2 separate regions of the Ovis aries genome follow, and region 2 is linked to region 1. Evidence: chromatin contacts called from public Hi-C data. All regions are on one chromosome and are shown on one strand. The core of a region is the stretch at or near the end of the contact, and the rest is flanking DNA. Distances in the headings are between cores, read along the strand shown.

The links. Hi-C and Micro-C count contacts between places; a contact is called where the count stands out from the background.
Region 2: a Hi-C map of skin fibroblasts shows a contact between it and region 1, with 2.4 times the contacts expected there. The contact joins the promoter of OLFML3 here to the promoter of RSBN1 in region 1. A contact is called at or near these places in 4 of 16 Hi-C or Micro-C datasets (blood, hypothalamus, skin fibroblasts and 1 more).

Annotation. Positions count from the first base shown.
Region 1 is chr1:91,120,146-91,125,051 of ARS-UI_Ramb_v3.0, forward strand. RSBN1 (round spermatid basic protein 1) reads right to left here and starts at 2,853. Exons shown (of 7, transcript XM_012178899.5): 1 at 2,085-2,853. The coding sequence starts at 2,790. It overlaps PTPN22 (protein tyrosine phosphatase non-receptor type 22), which reads right to left. Exons shown (of 21, transcript XM_012178891.4): 21 at 3,592-4,906. It also overlaps the pseudogene LOC132659461.
Region 2 is chr1:91,303,610-91,307,927 of ARS-UI_Ramb_v3.0, forward strand. OLFML3 (olfactomedin like 3) reads left to right here and starts at 2,368. Exons shown (of 3, transcript XM_004002351.5): 1 at 2,368-2,559; 2 at 3,494-3,779; 3 at 4,085-4,318. The coding sequence starts at 2,446. It overlaps HIPK1 (homeodomain interacting protein kinase 1), which reads left to right. Exons shown (of 16, transcript XM_042252866.1): 16 at 1-758.

The DNA.
Region 1 (4,906 bases), core at 1,603-4,102:
GTATACTTAAGAATAATATAATGTTATATAGATCAGTTATATCTCAATTTTTTAAAAAGTTAAAATGTTTAAATGACCTCACTATAACACACTTTTCCTTCTTCACACACTGGAAAACCACATATGCTTGGAGCTGCACTGTACAGTGTGGTAGCCACTAGCTGAAAGGAACTACTTGATTAAAAAATAATTAGAATTAAATAAAATTAAAAATTCAGTTCCTCAGTCACACGAACCAAGGCTTCAAGATTTGTTTGAAGGGCCACATACTAATCGTTACCACACTGGGCAACACATTTATGCAAAACATTTTTATCACTGGAAAAAAGTTCTGGGAGGCAGCACTGGGTTAAAGGTTTGTTTTTGTTTGTTTTCTAAGACACGGCCTCTACAATTTTCAGAGACACACACTGTGAATTATTATACATGCATTTGCTGCTTCCCCCCATAAAAGGAGGCGATGTCAGAAATTCTAAATGGAACTGGTTACTGCCATTCTGATGCCAAAGAACAGGGAAAAGGTAAGCAAAGAACTGGAAAAAATGAATAGCAGTATGAGAAAGCAACACATGCAGCTGGACAATGAAGCTTGAACTAGGATTCAGGAGATCTAGGTTCTACTCTCTATTATGCCAATGATTTTTTACTTGTTACTAATTAACCGTGACTAGATTAGACAAGTCTCTTCGCTACTTTAGGCCTGGGTTTTCATTCTTCTACAATACAAATTTGATTTGGATGATCTCTGAGATTCCCTCTGGCTCTATACAATTAAAACCCACAAAAATACATACACATATGAAATGAAAAAGTGAAAAATAAAGGTAAAAATAAAACAGAGCAAGATTATTGTATACTGGTGGTGGAAACTGGCACTCCTGTCCATCTGGCACAAGTTCTATTCCTCAGAATAAGACTCAGATACCAACAAAGGAAGAAAAATTTAATTCAGTTCAATAAAAACTTACTGAGCAGTAATCTGCAACAAACTGCACCATCACAAAACTAAGTAGCCCTAGGTTAAGACCATTTAAATATGTGTAAGAAAGCCAAAACTCACCCAACCTGAGACTGAAAGACTAGTTCATTAACACATAACTCAACTGCCCCAGTACTAAGAACACAGAAGTATTTTAAACTCTTCAGAAGATAATGCTAAGAAATTACATAAAATCACCTACAAAGTACAAATACATGGCATAGTCAAAATTCTTATCCGCGCCCCCGCCTCCCTCTACCAAAGAGAATGAAAATAAATGCTACAGGTACTTTCGAATAGGAAAACAGCAATTTTTGTGAATCTAATTTCTCTAGAACCCACACTCACTTAGTAGAGTCCTACATCTTCTGGATTATATTCTTGACTTTAGTAAGTCTACTGGAAATAAATTCTCAATTTGTTGTGCCAGGTTAATTAAAATGCAACTGGAATTCTTGTCTCTACTATCGCCTACTGAACATTTCCACTTTTCAGAGGCTCGGCTGGTACTATTTTCAAGGATCAAAGAGGAGAGAAAACCCTTTCCTGAAAATTAAAAATGATTTTTACCTCCACATTAAAAAGAAAACACACACAAGATAAACTGTGTTTGATATCTCATCTTTCAGAAGCTAAGGCAACCTGTGAGTCGAGCTAATTAATCTCGGTAAAAATTCAAACTCCTTAATAGCCCCAAACCATACTCGTTAATTTTGTGGAGCTTTCCATCAAGGAAAACGGGGGGGGGGGTGTTTTAGCGACAAGCCTTTACTTCAGACAGTTTTTAATACCCCACATACTATCCCATGCCAAGGATCGCGCGGCGCGGAAACCCTGACGATTTTGAAAACAAACGTAAAGGCTCCGGGAGGGGGGAATGGTAAGGGGGTTAGTAACTGACAGCTCGGCCTCGAAGCAAGAAGCTTCAAGTAGGTCAGACCGTGTCGACGGACGGAAATCCAGGGTCCACCCCAGTGGGCTTAGGGGAGTAGAGCAGCAGGAGGTAAGCGGAGGGCAGGCGTCTTTCAGGATTAAAGGGGCGGGATATCGAAACAGAGAGAGACCCAGATAGAGCCCGAGCTCGGGGCAGTTCGGCTGCTCTCACCTCTCTTGGGGGCCTTGAGGAGAGGCACCCCTCCTGTCCTCTCGCCGTTTTCCTGCTTGTCCTTGTGCTTGAGCTCTCCGGGAGCGCAGGGGCCGGGGTCACCATCAGAGCCGCGGTGGTGATGGTGCTTGTGCCGCTCCTTGTGGCCCTTATGCTTGGGCCCGGCTGCGCTCACCGTCAGGGGCGAGAAGGTGAAGAGGGCCGAGGTGCCCGGGGCCGGGAGCGGGGCAGCGACAGCGGGTCCGGCGGGTGCCAGCGAAGGTGGCGGCGGAGGCGGCAGGAGCAGAGGCTCAACAGGGCCTGGGACGGTTGGGGCTGCATTCGTTGGCGGCAGCGGCCCGGGATGTTGGCGGCTGCGACGCCGCCGGTGAGGGGGAGCGAGAGGGGGGTCCTGGCTCGGCCGCCCTCTCTTCTCCTGAGACCCCCCGCTGCTCGCTCGGCGCTGCCGCTTAACTCCCCGCGGCGAGACCCCAGCGTGGGGTTTCTCCTTCCCGTCTTTGTCCGCCTCCTCCTGCGCCGCCACCGCCCGTACTACGCGCACCGCTCCGACCTGCGCAGCCATTTCACCCACAAACACACATTTAAATGGCCCGACCGCCCCCCCGTCCGCGTATCGCGCAAGCGCCGCCCGCGCACGGCCCGCTGGGCATTGGAGTCTCTCCCCCACCCTCCACTTCTCGGCCATTCTTCGTCCAGAGCTGAACATGCCGGAAGCGGCACTTCCCGGCGCTTCTCCGCAGGCCCCTCCGACCGAGCTCTGTTGTAAAGTACCCAAGGCCGCGCAGAGCCTCACGGGAGCGGTAGTTCCCCGCGCCCCCGCCGCGTAGCTGGCTCGTCGAGCCGAGGAGCCGAAAGAGAGCGTGCGCCGAGTCACGCTTCGGGCTGCGACGCAACCGCCGCTGGGCGGAGAGTTGCCGCCAACCGCCTTAACGGCCGAAACAATGTTAATAGCTTTCGAAGTCTGTAGGCGCGTTCCCATTATCGTCTCCGTGTGCCCCTTCGTCATTTTACACGGAGTGGGTGGTCTCCATAGTTACTTTTCAGTTTGCTATTCCTCTCATAACCTTTGTGAGGTAAAAGAATCTCCGGCCTTCTACAACCCTGGACAAGCGATGAGATGCAGAGGAAAAGGGAACGTAGTAACATAGCAAATGAGGGCGATTTTGCTTTAAGATAGAATGGAGCTGCAAATCAGACATTTCTGAACCTCTTCCTGGGCAGTAATTGCTATGGTTACAAGCACAGGCGCGACGAGGCAGGTGCAAGAATTGCCTGGGAGCCTGCTGAGCGCCGCCCACCTCTCCATCGAGTCACAGCCCCTCTAGTGCCTGGAAAGGTAGAGTCTATCTATTATTTAAATCCGTTCCTGCAGTTGCGAAAAAATCCTAGATGGAAAAGTATGTTTTGAAATTTCTTAAGATTTTTTCAAATCGTAAATATACGGCTGCATAAATTTGAGAAGTGTGTCTACCATAGCGCGCTCCAGAAATCATCACTACTCACCAAGTTTTCTGCCCGGAAGTTTATTTACAATTTGATCGGAAATTTATTTACAATTTGATCGTCACGTTACAATTTTACCGCCTTGATAAAGATATTTGGAAGTAATTGATTACAATAAACTACTCAAGATAAAATCACTGTGGTTTGATACCACTAGTATGAAGTATTCAGCTCAGTGAACACTATAAAGTTAGTTTAAAAGCCAGAAAGTTTATTGAGCACCTCTTGTATACAGTACACTATACAATAAAAAGGTAATATTTCATCTAATGTGTGTCTTCATTGGGATTCCTAATGAACAATATTGAAGAACAAATGACTATGTATTTCATTTTCGTAAAGCTATAAACTTTTTAAGTGAAATCATTATTAGTCAAGGGGGAATCCTTTGTAACAATCACCCACTAACTTGTTTGTTATATACAATTAGATTTGAAAGATCAACTTTCTTAAGGCAAATCCATATTAATATAGAGAAAATTTTAACTAGTAGTACCTCTGGTTAGTTGGATATAAGTTGCACATGTTTTACAGGACCTTTGAAATGAAAACATGCTACTGTATAAACAAAGCATGTTTATACAGCTGCTTTTTGTTCTGTTTTGTCTTTATTTTTGATTGAAGGATAATTGCTTTACAGTATTGTGTTTGTTTCTTCCTTACATCAACATGAATCAGCCATAGGTAAGCAGGGTCACTTCCCTCTTGAACCTCCCTCCCACTTCCCACCCTGCTATTTTGTTGATTTTTCTGCTGTTTTTCTAGATTTGGTAATTGAACAGCTTTGGCTAAAGCTTTTCAGGAATTGAACATCTTATTATTTGGTATATCCAAACAAAAGACTGATTACTGTCATTAAGTATATATTTTATTCTCTTTAGGTGTAACTTCTTTTCTCACTACTTTGTTTCCCACAACACTTGGAAAAAGATGTGTACTGCATTTAGGCAGAAGTAACTCCCAAGAATTAATCGTTTTCACAAGCAGTAATTTTGTACTGCAACCACAAGGTAAGATTTTTTAAAACACTTTTTATAGTAACTTCTCAAATTTTTACAAATCTTTTAAGTTTATATTTAGGTAGAAAGGTAAAGTAGAATAAAGATAACTTCTAAAAAGGAAAAATAAGTCCATTCTAAAACTTTCTCATACAGCATTCTCTGTACATAAGTTTAAATGACAAACTCCTGTTTGTGCTTTCCAACCCAATGTAAATGAGATGAAATGTAGAACTTCTGACATTTATTTGCATATGGGTCTTCTTTTAAAGCTGTTAACATTATTACCATATCTTCATGGTTGATATTACGAATATACAC
Region 2 (4,318 bases), core at 1,118-3,617, 180 kb after region 1:
GAGAACACCATTTAAACAGTTCTGGCCGCCCATCGTCCTCCACTGGAGGGGCTAGCTTGACTGCCCTTAGCCAGGCAAGTGCAGTAATGTGTGTTTTATTCAGCGTTATTACGCAGCAACCCACTGGTTAGGATGGTTTGTTTTAGGACAGGAAATGAATTGCCTCTCAGTGACAGGAATGACCCAAGCCTGCTTCCTATTTCGATTTTGTTTTAAACTGATGGATGGTGCAGCATGTCTACATGGTTGTTTGTTGCTAAACTTTATATAATGTGTGGTTTTGATTCAGCTTGAAAAATAATCTCACTACATGTAGCAGTACATTTTATGTACATTATATGTAACGTTAGTATTTCTGCTTTGAATCCTTGAAATTGCAATGGAATTCCAACTTTATTAAATGTATTTGATATGCTAGTTATTGTGTGCGATTTAAACTTTTTTTGCTTTCTCCCTTTTCTGGTTGTGCGCTTCCTTTTACAACAAGCCTCTAGAAACAGTTTCTGAGAATTACTGAGCTATGTTTGTAACGCAGATGTACTTAGGGAGTATGTAAAATAATCATTTTAACAAAAATAGATATTTAAAATTTAATACTAACTACGGGAAAAGGGTCCATTGTGTAAAACATAGTTTATCTTTGGATTCAATGTTTGTCTTTGGTTTTACAAAGTAGCTTGTATTTTCAGTATTTTCTACATAATATGGTAAAATGTAGAGCAATTGCAATGCATCAATAAAATGGGTAAATTTTCTGATTCATGTGACTGGTTTTGACTTGTGTTACAAGGGTGCAAAGAGGATCAACAATGGTATCTTTGGAGTGGCTGAATACGTTGCATCTGCAGACTGGTAGAATGTTAGAGACAAGTTCCTTCTTCATACAAATCTCCACAGCAGAAATGACTAGGGCCTGACAGGGGACACTTCCCCAGAATGGAGTGTCCAGGGCCCTAACTTAAGAGCATCTGGATCTAGCCCTTTGGAAAAGGCAGAAACTTCTGACACTCATTAATGAAACTGCTTCCTAGCATGTTCCACCAAACATTTAAAGTACCAAAATGAAAATAAGAATAACCACAAGATGATGCTATTTTCCCATCCTTTCAAGCTGTACTGTTAGAAGACTAGTTTTTGTTTTTTAGAGGAGAATTTCTGATCAGATTTCTCATGATTAAAATGAATAAAATTTCTCCTGATTTGTCTAGATTCATCACCGTGGGTCTCTGAATACATGCTATGTTCATTTGACTTCTTTTGATATATGGGTTTCAAGACAAGTCTATCTTAACAGTGGCCATTAATTCATTTGGGGCTCCCTGCAGTCATAGTTGGAATACAGAAATGAGAAAACAGAAACGCCCTTTGGAGCCATAACCAAGAGAAGTTATCAATAGTCTGTTCTCTCCCATTACTAGGGAAGTCAGAGTACATTTATTTACAAATATATATTTTTCAGATTTTTCCCCCTAAATGAGTGTAAAATTATTGTGAACTCACTGAACACTCCGTAGTTTTGGTAAGATAATATTCTAGGAGCTTTCAGGCAAAAGGGAATATAGAATGACTCTGCTGTCAGGCTGTCTTCCAGATAATCAAGAATTAATTTACTAATTTTTCAGTGACCTGTTTTGGGTTTTTTTGTTTCTTTAGTTATAATCTCAGTTACATTGTCTTTCTTAGGCTATATCAAAGAGAGGCTCCTTAGGTAATTGGATAGTCCGTGGGGAAAGGTGCATTTTAATCATGAAAACCCTTGTAAATTCAGTCTACTTGGCTTGCCTTGTGGAAAATTTTCCACTGGAGGTGAAGTCTAAGCCTTGGTTTTCCTGTTAATTCTGAGATGACACCGGGTGCTTAGCACAAGGTGGCGCCAGTGAGCTGTAGAGGAAGGTTCTACAGCCTTGAGCACTATGGCCCTTTTTCCCACCTCTTCCCCTCAGACCTCATCTCCCCTGCTTCCAGCTTCCACCAAAGGCAGAAAACAATCCATGCTATTATTGCTGGGAAAGGAAGGGTAAATGAAGAATGTTTCTGAAGTCAGCGTCGGAAGCATTCTAAAGCAGAAATAAGTTTGCTGAGTTTTCTCTGAGGTTTCTGCCTCCCCCTGCTAGCTCCTTTTCCTGGATGACTGCCCAGAAGGCCTTTGCCCTAGGGTTTCCAGTCCCCTCTCCTCTCCTGGGGAGCCTGCAGCCTAGGCAGGAAGTGGTTAAAGCTTCTGGCTGCTCTGCAATAGGGCCATCTGTGTTTGATCAGTCTAGGCGGAAAGGAGGGGGCAGGGGCCTTAAAGAGACTGAAAGCATTCCAGAGTAGTGAGAGAGACCAGAGATGGAGAAGGAGAGAAGGCACCGCCCCCACCCCGCCTCCAAAGCTAACCCTCCGGCTTGAGTGGAAGAGGCCAACCGCACACACGACTACACACTCTGGCCCTACTATTCCACTGCCATGGGGCCCCGCACTCCGCTGCTGATCTTGTTCCTTTTGTCATGGTTGGGACCCCTTCAAGGACAGCAGCACCACCTTGTGGAATACATGGAACGCCGATTAGCTGCCTTAGAGGTAAGTGACTCTTCTGGCCCAGCCCGGAAGGATTCCATATCTTCTAAGTTGATTCATCCAGTTTGTCAGGGACCTGGGGATGGATGACAAATTAGGCTCTGTTAGTACCTACAGAAAACTCCATCTTTTAATAAGAGGATTCTCAGAATTGCAAGTCTTCCTCTTTCCCCACATCCATAGAATGCAGTGCATGTGTGCTCAGACTTGTCCGACTCTTGAGACCCCATGAACTGTAGCCCACCAGGCTCCTCTGTCCATGGGCTTCTTAAGGCAGGAATACTGGAGTGGGTTGCCATTTCCTCCTCCAGGGGATCTTCCAGACCCAGGGATTGAACCCCAGTCTTCTGCATCTCCTGCATTGCAGGCGAATTCTTTACCACTGAGCCACCAGGGAAGCCAGCATTCATAGTGCAGTTCTAAAGCAAATAGACCGCTGTGTTTCACCCCTGGGGTTAAATGGGATAAGGGAACAGAGTGGAAGTGAGAGCTAGAACTGCAAGGATTTATCCATCTCAAGAGGAGCTGACGGTTCTATTAAAAGTTGGAAGTCCTCAGAGAATCTGCACCTTTCTATTTAATGGCTTGGAGCCTGTAGCATCCTAATTCCTAAGAGGGGGATAGCATAATGGAGCAGAGATCCCTTCTCACCCTCATGCACTTAGACTGCCCTAGAGGCTCAGATGATTCGGTGGCACTGCTCACAGAGAGCAGGCCAGAGGATGCAAAGTCAGGATAGGGGCCTGTGTGGGTCTTAGCCCGGCTCTTTGCACATTGAGCATCTTGAACATTTTGTTTCCTTTCTGTGGGGATTGCGGGGAATGCTGATGCCTGGCTGAGTTTGTGCCTTTTTCCATTCCCGACTCCCTGCTCGGGCCTCTTCCTGCCTGGGAGTTGTGACCCTGCAGCCCTCCTTCCTGCTGCCCCATCCCTTCAGGAACGGCTGGCCCAGTGCCAGGACCAGAGTAGTCGGCATGCTGCTGAGCTACGGGACTTCAAGAACAAGATGCTGCCGCTGTTGGAGGTGGCTGAGAAGGAACGGGAGGCGCTCAGAACCGAAGCTGACACCATCTCCGGGAGAGTAGACCGTCTGGAGCGGGAGGTGGACTATCTGGAGACCCAGAATCCAGCCCTGCCATGTGTAGAGGTTGATGAGAAGGTGACCGGAGGCCCTGGAACCAAAGGCAAGGGCAGAAGAAATGAGAAGTATGATATGATAACAGGTAAGCAATCTGAAACAGACCCCTGTGTTCTGCCTTGAGTCTTTCCCTTTTTCCTCCTTATCCCAGTCTATTTGGCTCTATCTTCTGGAGTCTCTTTTAGGGAAATCTCTGTAATATCAGGTTCATTACGGAGAGTTTCTGGGGACCCAGGCCTCTGGTGCCCTTTCTCCCAATCTTCCATAGAGTAGAGGCATCCACTGGGCAAATGCCCGCTCTTGTCCAAACTGCCCATCCAGGGAGGTTCCTGCAGTGAGCATCTAACTCTTGCCTGTATTTCCTTGTTCTGTGTTCTCCTTTCCCATGAGACTGTGGCTACACGATCTCTCAGGTGAGATCAATGAAGATCCTGAAGCGGTTTGGTGGCCCAGCCGGTCTATGGACAAAGGATCCACTGGGCCCAGCAGAGAAGATCTACGTGCTAGATGGCACCCAGAATGACACAGCCTTTGTCTTCCCAAGACTGCGTGACTTCACCCTTACCATGGCCGCCCGGAAGGCTTCCCGGGTCCGGGTGCCCTTCCCCTGGGTAGGCACGGGCC